Linked DNA regions of Macaca mulatta: region 2 is linked to region 1. A link is a contact called in public Hi-C data. All regions are on one chromosome and are shown on one strand. The core of a region is the stretch at or near the end of the contact, and the rest is flanking DNA. Distances in the headings are between cores, read along the strand shown. Region 1 overlaps SHB (SH2 domain containing adaptor protein B). Region 2 overlaps SHB (SH2 domain containing adaptor protein B).

Region 1 (5,172 bases), core at 1,872-4,371:
AACCAAACTGAGATGGATGATAACCCTCAGGCTGCGCTCCGTGGAAGGAGGTGTGCTTGGGAGTGAAGGAGGTCAGACACCCTGTCAGAAGAGGCTATGCCTCACTGAGGGATCTGAAGGGGTTACAGGCAGCACCACAACAGGTTCCTTCCCACAGATTAACAGAGGGTCCCAGGCTCCCAACTAGAAACATGCTTCGGGAGACACATGGCTAGAGTAGGTGAAGGAGGAGGTTCAGATACGACGCATCACTTCACTAGTTCATTCTTCCACTCCTCCCCTCGTGAGCACCTGTGTTGCTGTTTTATGGGTAAACACTTAACAATAAAAACTTGGTCCAGCCCGGCACAGTGGCTCACACCTGTAATCCCAGCACTTTGGGAGGCTGAGGTGGGAGGATCACCTGAGGTCAGGAGTTCGAGACCAACCTGGCCAACATGGTGAAACCCCGTCTTTATTAAAAATACAAAAATTAGCCGGGCGTGGTGGTGGTCACCTGTAGTCCCAGCTAGTCAGGAGAATCGCCTGAACCCAGGAGGCGGAGGTTGCAGTGAGCTGAGATCGCGCCATTGCATTCCAGCCTGGGCAACAAGAACGAAACTCCATCTCAAAAAAATAAAAATAAAAAACAAAAACCTGGTCCAGCTTTAGAGAAGCTCACGGCCTAAAAACGTGGTCTTCTTTGGGGCTAGTTAAGTGTGTCACCTGCTCAAGTACCACTAGGTTAAAGAGGCTCACACTTCAGTGGAGGGGCAACAGGGAGCCACTGAAGGTTTCTGAGGAAGAGTTGGGGTGAGCAGGGGCCTGGGGTCTGCCCCGTACTTTATCCCACACAGGGGGCTGTGTAAGCCATGTTCCCCTGGCCTGTTTCCTAACATTTTAGACTGGATTCTCACTTCTGGCCTGCCACCATACAGCATGGTGTAAATGAACTAGACAGCACCAACAAGGATCATCAACCACAGGCCCACAGGCAAGTGCCCTCCGGGGGTGCCTGCCACCAGAATCAAAGGCTACAGGTGGCAGGCATGGAAACAGGGTCTGGTGAGCACCATATACATACACATATGCATGCGCGCACGCACACACACACACACACACACACACACACACAGTCTCACACTCTAGGCCCTCTAGGAGCCTAAGACCCAAGCCCCTGAGAACATCCCCCCAACTGTAGTCAATAGGTTTTCTCTGCAAGGGGGATCCAAAGCATTTCTTATCAGGTGTGCACACGAGAGTGTCTCAGCCAGGAGTTGGTGGCAGGCGAGGTGAGTGACAGGTGAAGAGATTTTAATAAAATGACAAGCAGCAGCCCATGTTACAAGTAGATTCTTGAGATTTGCTGAAGGCTCTTCTTCTTCCTTTCTTCCTGGAATGAGATGAGGCTTAACACTTGCCTTTTGGATGAAGTCTTGTGACCAAGTGAATGAGAACTGGCAGGGAGAGTACGATGGGAACGGATGCCTACTTGAATATATGTGTGTGTGTGTGTGTGTGTGTGTGTGTGTGTGTGTGTGTGTGTGTTAAACAAGAAAAAGGAAGTCACAGGAAGAAAAACGAACCGAGCTAAAAATAAGGCTTCTCCAACACTATTGCGAGACAGAAAATATAAGCTCAGTTACGCAGGGAAGCCAATGTGATACGAAACAGAAAATATAAAGTTTCCACCTAAAAATAACTGGGAGTGCAAATGTGGACTTCATCGTTGAGAAATACAGAATTTTTGATATAAGCCTGAGCTTACAGTCTCACTTGGTAGGGAGGAGTTGCCTGAACTTTGGAATTTTAAGGTTCTCTTCTAACTAGGAAGCTGACGATACAGAACTGAGATCAACTCCAAGAGCATTCCTGTCTATTGGCTCGAAGACCTAAAAAAAACTTAGACTGTGAAGACTAACCTGAAGCTGAGACCTAGGAGGGCAATGGGTGGAACATGGCTGGGTCAGGAGCCTGGCCCCAGCTGCTGCTGAGAGACCCCAGACAGCACCCCCTCTCCTTTGCAGCTTCCTTGTCTGCAAAATGATGGAACCATAGGCAGCTGATCGGCCTCAGTGGTTCATTTATTTACGGAATCACCCTTTGTCATATTATCCCTTTGTTACTTTATATTTACATATGGTTATAGCAACGCTGCAATGTGAGACAGTAGAAAGTGACCATGAGATCTGGAATGGACTCTCAGCTGGCCACTCCAAGCCGCATGACCTCGGCAAATACTCCAGCTTCCCTGTGCTTCCAGCTCCTCAAAAGCCAAATGACATCAGTAGATATCAAAGAGTAACCAATGAAGAGCATCGTGCATATAAATATTATTCTCTTCTGTCCCATCCCTCATTCAAACTTGATCAGGTTAGAATAAATGCAAATATAACTCAAATGACTGATTACTTCCCCTTTGATTCCACATATGAAATACACTGGCAATTCCAAATACCAGTAAGTTCATTTTAGAACTGGACTTAGGAGACTTAGTTCAAACCCTGGCTGTGCTGACCGCCAGCCTATGCCCTCTGGGAAGTGATTTGCCCCAGTAGAGACTTGGCAACCTCTGTTGTGGAGTGGGGAGAATATTAATATCAACTTCATGGGGCTGTTTAAAATAAAATAAAGGGTATATGAAAGAGTCCTGTAACCATAAAACTCCATGCAAATGTTACATATGAGGAATATACATAGAGTGCACACACACACAACCTTCCTTCTAGCTGACATCTGGTATAAGTGACTCACCAGTCAACAGGTTTATGTCCACATGGAGAAGACGTCTCATTTCATTTTTCTTTCGTAATATCAGTCACGTATGCTGCCCTTCAATAGCAGAAACTTCTACTTCACCATGAAATATTTCTCATATTCACTCCTAAAAGGAAGAGCCCTGTACTCTGTGACAAGGCTGAGAAGGCATGATCTGATTCCAGGGCTCAGAAACATGACACACAAACCCTTAATATCTGGAACTGAAGCGTTCTTCCTGAGTGTTTCATTAAGTGTATCATCTGCTTGTGTTTGGCACTTTTCCACTAGCTGGGAACCTACAAAAACTGATGTGGGATGACAGCTGAGTTGGCGCTGCCAGACAAGCTTCCTCACTCGAGAACAGGCTGGGGGAAGGGCGGGCAGGCGGCAGCTGTCACATTACAGCTGCCACCACACAGACACGCACTTCAGATTTCACTCACGTCCCCTGACGGAGGAAGGCACCAGCCACAGGCCACATGACCGCTGAGGCTCCAGCTCATCCCGCTCATCCTTGTCCTGGTGAGACAAAGAGGCGGCCACTTCCCTGGGGAAGTCCTGCCCCACCCTCCCAAGGAATCTTTAAACTCCTCGTAGTGCGAGCCCTCCTCTGCTGTGTATACCTGCTGGTCTCTGGGCCTGATATTCCAGCCACCTGCCCACGGCTGGTGGGGAGAAGGCCCTGCTTTTCCCAGCTCTGGTAGAGGGGCTGGCCACTGTCAGTCTGGAAAAATGCTCCTGCACAGGCCAGCCTGGGTCACAGAGTGCTCCAAGCCTGGGGAGCACAGGACCTCAGAGGCCCTGCTGAGTCTCGCATCACCCCAAAGGTCATTTTACTCTCATTCCTCCTCCACTGGTGGGAAGCCGCCTTCCTAGCTTGCCTTCCTCACTGTCAATGTCATGTATATTAATAGCAGAAGGAGTATTAGGGGAGAGGGAGCAATGAGATGAAGGGTGCTCAAAACAAGGAGGACAAACTTATCCAGAAAGCCCCCAGTACCTGCAGGGGCCTCGTTCCACGCTGGCTGATTCCCGTCATTCTCATCTACTCTGCAGAGGTCACTGTTCTGAGGACACTTTGATGGCACTCCCTTACATCTGCCAGAGGGGTTTAAGATCAATTGCTCTGAGACCCAAATCACCATCTTAGGCAGGTGTCTTTCAACATCCGATTGGCTTACACCCAACAATTCCATACAATAGGTCAAGTCATTCTGCTTCCTGGGGGTTTAATTTGCAACTAATTCCTCTTACAGGGTTCACCAGGAAGCTCCCACTGTTTAAAATGAAATGTACCAGAGTGCTTTGTGGAGATTTTTCTATGTGGTGGACGACATGAAATGGCGGTTTTGAATAATGTCCAAGCCGAAATGACTGCAGCCATTTTGTGTGCCTGCAGTCAGCCAGGGTCTGCAGGTGGGAGTGGACACAGGACAGCCTCCTGAGGAAGCCGCCGTGCCATCTGTCCACAGGCTGCATGAAGCGACTCCATTTTCAGGAGCATCTGAGCCCCTCCTCTTCCCTCACACCCAGGATGAACTTTTCTGCTTCTCACCTGGATCATCAAGTCTGAGCTTAGCTGGTACTCATGGTTGCAGCCTGCTCAACAGGGAGAAATAGCACACAGAGGGGACAGCCTTGCAGCCTGTCCAGCCCTCGGGTGGAGGGTCCTTAACTCAGGTCTGAGGCCTGTACGTGTGCAGAATTCTGTGATCATGTACACAGGAGCCTAGAGCCTAAATAAAGCAGCAGTTCTTTAAAAATATTTAGTAAGTCAATGAACACTTAGGTGAGAGTCTAAAGCCCTTATCTCTATAGCACCAGCCGGCTCCCCATCTCCTAATATTGGACAGACACAGAGTGTCCACTGATGTGCTGGCTCTGGGCCAAGGTTGGAGCCTGCTGGTCCCCACCTACCCAGCAATGGCCTTCCTTTCAGCTCCTCATTCAACACCCAAAGGCATTCAAGGTTGGGCCTAGATCTCCCCTCCTTCTACGGTAGTCCCTTAACCAACCTGGAGAAGAATTCTGTCCCTTTGGCACCCCAATGTAGTGCTAATTATCTGTCTGATTCATATGTCAATTAATTACCCAAGGCCTAAAGACATTGCCAGTGCTGGCTCTAACCGCCCTGTGACTCTCCACATCTACCTTCTTATCCTGGACTAATTTTCCAACTTGACCCAGGTTTGAGAGCAGAGGCTCTATGCGATAAACCTGTGTGTCCGCTTGGTGTCAGTAGGATTTCAATGAGCTCAATAGTCTGAGTCAGGGAAATGGTAAGCTGACAGGCAGGAGGTGGGTGGGAGCAGCTGAAGGTTCAACAACTCCAGATAGTCCTGAGGATACAGTCCAAGCCTCTTAGGGGGCTCGGAAAGCCCTTTATAAACTGGTCATCGAACATCTTGGCAGCCACATGTCTCCCCTCTGTAA
Region 2 (5,172 bases), core at 1,984-4,483, 73 kb before region 1:
CAACACAGACATCCCACTGCAGGAGGGAAAGACCGGTTGTTTGATCAACACTGGAGGCTCCTGACTGTCCACTGCTGAAGCCTGAACCCTGAGCTCTGGGTTGACTCCCAGAGTGCTACCGACTGCCTCAGCCCAGTTGCCAGAGCAGATGGCTCTGGTGTCCAGAGCTGCTGAGGACTGGAGCTGAGGCCTCGGCCTCCCTCCCCTCCCTGGGGCCTGCCACAGCAGGAAGCCCAGAGGAGACACACCTTTCTCTGGGAGTGAAACCAGTAGACAAGCACTGACCCCTCAGAGACCCTCTGCAGTATATCAAAAAAGGATAAGGCTATATATTAAATGACTATTTTATTTACATACCCTATTCATAAATAATTGAATCCTCTTTTTGACTGCACAATGATTCCTTGAAGATCGCCTAACGATTACACTGAGTGACTACAAGTAGATCAGCGGGCTTACCCATCTGTGTGTGACCACATTCTCACATCTGTACTCACGCACACACTCACACAGACACACACACACACACCAGCGGGGCGGAACGCCAGTGCCTCCGGGACTCTCAAAGCACCAGCATTTGGCTCCCAGCATCCGTTGGGGGCCCCTGTGGGAAAACTTTGCCCCATACACAGGTGTGAATTCGAGACGGCTGGAGAACAAAGAGATGTCAGCCAGGGAGCTCCCGCCCCGCCCTGCCCCCACCCCTCGGAGCTGGTCTGCCTTTGTTCATCCTGGAAGGCATCTCTTTGGATTTGCAAATATTTTAATTCACAGAAACTCAAGGAGAGGGTGGGGGTGGGGGCTGGGGTGGTGTGTTGGCCGCCCCTCTGTCTTTATCCAGGCCTTCTCCAGCCCCCGTAAGTGGCAACAGCATTCTAGAGACATGCAGTGGTGTGCTAGTACCATACACACAACACAAATGACACAGCCAGCAACAGTGGCCGGGCTGGTTGGTGGGGGGCCTCCGGCACCTCCAAGTCTCAGGCTCTGTCACAGAGCAGGGCAGGTCTGGTCCGCTCACAGGGTCCTCACAGCCACGGGGTAGAGGAGGGACAAGTGCTCGGCCCCTTTGATGGGTAGCTTTCTGGTGGTGTAGTAGTGGATGACTTCCGGGACACTGTCGAATGGAGGGCTGTTCTGACCCAGAATGTATTTCTCTTTGGTTTTGGCCAGTTTCATGTGCATAAAACCCTGGTTGCTCCTGTGAACAAAACACAGAGGTTATCAGAACTACCCCTCTGACACTCAGGCTAAGGCCAAGGGACTCCTCAGCTGTCTGGGACAGAAGGGATCCCAGCCATGAAGTGGCTGGGAGTTGCACCTCTCCATGCCAGGGCCAAGGCCCAGGACCAGATGAAATGCAGCTGCACCCAAGTGCACCCCCAATTCCAGCATCTGACCCAGAACCAGCAGCACGGCTGGTTCTGCTGCCAGGCTACAGGAGAGCATTCCAACACTGAATGATTCTAGGGGCTTCTTCAGAAAAACAAAACAAAACTTAGTCCCTCTTTATACTACTAGTGCATATCCCTGTTTAAGCCTTGCCTGACAGGTGCAAAGTGTGTTCATATCCCCAATGCCATGACAAGTGGGTAGGGCAAGGGTCATCACCCCCAGTTTCCAGAGGAGGAAATTGTGTGGCAGAGATGGCAAGTGATCTGTCCTTCCCTTTCAGTAGTAGAAAACTGTCACTGGGAAGGGGCCACCCAGCCAGGGACTACATTTCCCAGCCTCCCTTGCAGGCAGTTACCCATGTGACTTGGCTTAGCCAATGCAATGTGGGCAGAAAGTCTGTACTACCTGCCCTCTGCATCCTTCCCTTCTTCATAAACCCTGTCTCTCCCAAGGTCCAGCCTGTGTTGTCTCTGCTGGGTGGTCTTCCAGGCTCCCACAGGCAGAGCTCCTTCCTTCATCTGGTGGCACTGAGGACACGCGTGCCTTCCTGAACTGCAGGTACTTAGCCACCATCCCAGCTCCTCTGAGCATGCCACGGAGCAGAGCCCAGTCTATGTCCACCATGCTTGGCTTCAGACTTGCCTGAGAGGAACCTCCTGAAGTCTGCTCAAGGAAAAGCAGTGGGGTGGGTTCCTCAGAGATCAGAGCAGAGCCTGTGTGCTCAAAGCCCTTGGAGCCCACCTGCATCTGCTCACACAGAGCCAAGGCCATGGTCCTCCCACCAGCATTTGCCTGGCCCCAGCAGACCTCTCCCAGCTCTCGCTGGGGCTGCAGCCACACTGGACCCCTCACCCCTCCACCAGCCTGCCTCGGTCCAGGCTGCCGTCTTCCTGCCTACTCAGTTCCACACCTTTTATGATTCCACTATGATCCTGCCACCACACCTGTGGATGCTTTAGATTTTCCAAAGCACAGTTCACTTTATCGGGTGTCTGTCCCTTAGGTAGAAAGCTGGAGCTTCTGACAAATCACCTGCCCCCATCTCCACGGCCTCTAGAAGACTCCCCCAACCTGAGCTCCAAGCAGACTTGAAGGTTTGCAGCCTTTCCACTCCAGCTCCGCCCCTCGCCACTGTCGCTCCCACAAGGCCTCTCAGGGCTTGAACACATCTCTTCCAGTCAGGACTGGGCTTCCCAAGCTAACGAGTGCCCGCTCTATTGACACCTTAACTTGGGCTCCAGGACCATTTTCAAATGGGCAGAACAAATGCTTAATGAAGTGCGAGCACTAAGCAATATGTCTGCTTATAATAATGTATTGAGAGATGTCACCCTCAGCTTAACAGAAATCGTTGGGAGAGCAATTACATTTCAAGAGAGAATAATTCCTGTAGAGAACTGAAATTTAAATCAAGATTTTTTTAAGGCTGGCAATGTTCTAATTACAGAGCCTGTGGCAAGTTCTGCTCCTCAGTGAAGGGTCATTTCATTGGAGAATTGCCTAGACACGTCTGAGAAGCAGGCGGCGCACTTGCTTAGGCTGCAGAAAGGAAACGGCGTGTATATGACAAGAAGAATGTAAAACTCCATTCCAGTGAAGACTCACCTACCCGCCACGCCGAAGAGACCACAGATCTGTGCCAGCTTGGAAAGGGCTGTGATTGCTTAAATAACACACTGAAACTGCGTGGCTGAGAAAACAGCAGAAGAGTTAAAAAGCTGAGCTCTCAGAGCCACATGCCCAGCTTCGCCTGGAGAACGGGTGTGGGCGGGCGAGAGAGCAGGGCTGGTAAGAAGGGGCTGCAGGTGCCAGGGACACTCAGCAGGGAGGAGGGTGTGACCCTGGGCACATCATTCCCCTCTACGTGCATGCACTGAGTGGCCTTATGTTTTTGGGGTGCTGGACCAGCAGGCTTTGTGATTCTCACAGATCTATGCCTGGGGGACAGAGTGGAGGAGGTGTCAGGCAGACGGTCACGGCCGCTGGCGGGAAGAGTCTGCCAGTGTGCAGGTATGAAGCTGTAGGGGAGCGAGCCAGTTTCATTTTCAAAGTTAGGAGAGTAACTCACATGGATGAAAGTGACATTTCACACTAATTTGTTCTACAGCATCGGGCAAGGGATGTGGACAGTGACGGCGGCAATGGCTCTCACAGTCTGAAGCAGACGCTAAGCTCCTCTGTTCACAGGATAGGGGCTTAGAATGGCCAAGGTACGATGTCCTCTGTACCTTGGCTGCTGACAGATAGCGAGTTGGGGCAGCTGCCAGGCTGAGAAGAGTCTAGACGTCCCCTGGAAGTCCCTCCTGCCTGTCTGAGCCTGCTGTTTATCCCCCCCCAACACACTCCTATTTCGCTTGTGTAAGCACCCACAAGTTTACCACCTTGAGCCAGGCTGTGCCAATGGGGCAGGCTGGTCCCGAAGCTCAGAGACCAAGGCAGAGCTGGGACCAGCACTTGGGCTCCATGAACCCCCAGTCTGAGGCCTGACCATTCTCAGGCAGAGGGAGAAAGGCACGCTCACATGCTGACCCTCCCGGGCTCAAGCACTGCACCCCGTGGGTTCCCTAGCCCTCAGGCTGTCCTTGTGCCTTGCTGGGCTCTGTCCCTTCTCCCACTGCATCCACAGGGAGGCTGACTAGATGACCCCGGGGGGTGCTTCCAGCCCTAGGTCCTGGATTCCATATGTGCAAAACATAATCTGCTGCCTACCTGCTGAGGGCTTCCTGCAGGAAGGGGTCTGCAAGCAGCCTGACACATTCCCTCCACCGCTGCCCTCATCCCCAGTCCTGCTTTCGCTGGGGCATCGGCCAGGATTGCCTTCAGGGACAATCCTTCCTATAGGCCAGGCTCTATGTGTTTAAGCACCGAGGAGCAGACAGGGGAGGTGTCCGGCCCAAGATCACACAGTGATCATCAGCAGCCAATGTCCAGAGTCAGTGCTCCTGACCTCAGCACTCCCCAGACCTAAGAGAGGGCCTCATGTAACCCTCAGTGCTCCACGTGAAGCCAGGCAGGGGGGTGGGTGAGAGGCGTCAGACCCTGAGCAAACATCCCCTCCACGCTGATCTTCCGCTTCCACAGCGCCCATGGTGCAGGGCTGACAGCAGGTCAGAGACAGCAGAGGGGCTGGGAGTAAAAGACAATGTGTGGCACCCACGCAAGGGGCTGTGCCGAGGATTGGGAATGACATGTTCTGATTGGTGGAGCCCCCAGGACCGCCCCCCAGGGGTCTGAGGTCCCGAGACTATCTGCCAATCCTCGACCAATGCAAGGGTCAGGTGACGCCTTGTCCACACACAGCCAGGAGACATGCTGTGACAATACATTCTCATTGGTTAAGGTCCCCATGAGGGAGATGTCACCTAACAGTTGAAGATTTAAAAGCAGCTGCCAGGAGTGGCTTCGCTGACTCCCACCTTCACACAAAAGGAGAGGCGAGCATGAGCAAAGGAAGCATGAGCATTTCTGTGGAGAACAGAGGGGTACATCAGGCAAGGAGTATGCCCAGGGATGCGTGGCTGCTGCAGACAGCATGTATTCTGAGCTGCAAGCAGTCTGGGGGTCACCTCTCACTCCCCTGGGGTACTGTGGAGGAAACTGAAGCCAGACAGTATACTACCCTGGCCCAAGGTGCACAGCAAGGCAGGCTGCAGGTGAGCCCAAAGCCCTGGTCCTGCATCCCGAGCCAGGTAAGCCGGGCTCTGGGCCACACCTCCTCCCACCTTTCTTCAAGGCAGCGTGGACTTCCGCACTTCAGCACCATCGCGGTTCAGGGAG

The links. Hi-C and Micro-C count contacts between places; a contact is called where the count stands out from the background.
Region 2: a Hi-C map of fetal cortical plate shows a contact between it and region 1, with 2.3 times the contacts expected there. The contact joins two enhancer-like sites. A contact is called at or near these places in 2 of 14 Hi-C or Micro-C datasets (fetal cortex germinal zone and fetal cortical plate).

What each region holds. Positions count from the first base shown.
Region 1 is chr15:61,599,405-61,604,576 of T2T-MMU8v2.0, reverse strand. All of the region lies in intron 2 of SHB (SH2 domain containing adaptor protein B), which reads right to left. Among named protein-coding and RNA genes, the nearest start is that of SHB, 74 kb to the right of the region's middle. Within about 2 kb of position 3,121, at least 19 of the 40 cell types and tissues checked have an H3K27ac peak or open chromatin away from gene starts, as enhancers often do. A contact at or near this core is called in fetal cortical plate, where this site is marked.
Region 2 is chr15:61,672,467-61,677,638 of T2T-MMU8v2.0, reverse strand. It overlaps SHB (SH2 domain containing adaptor protein B), which reads right to left. Exons shown (of 7, transcript XM_077965687.1): 7 at 331-1,201. The coding sequence ends at 1,018. Among named protein-coding and RNA genes, the nearest start is that of SLC25A51, 32 kb to the left of the region's middle. Within about 2 kb of position 3,233, at least 6 of the 40 cell types and tissues checked have an H3K27ac peak or open chromatin away from gene starts, as enhancers often do. A contact at or near this core is called in fetal cortical plate, where this site is marked.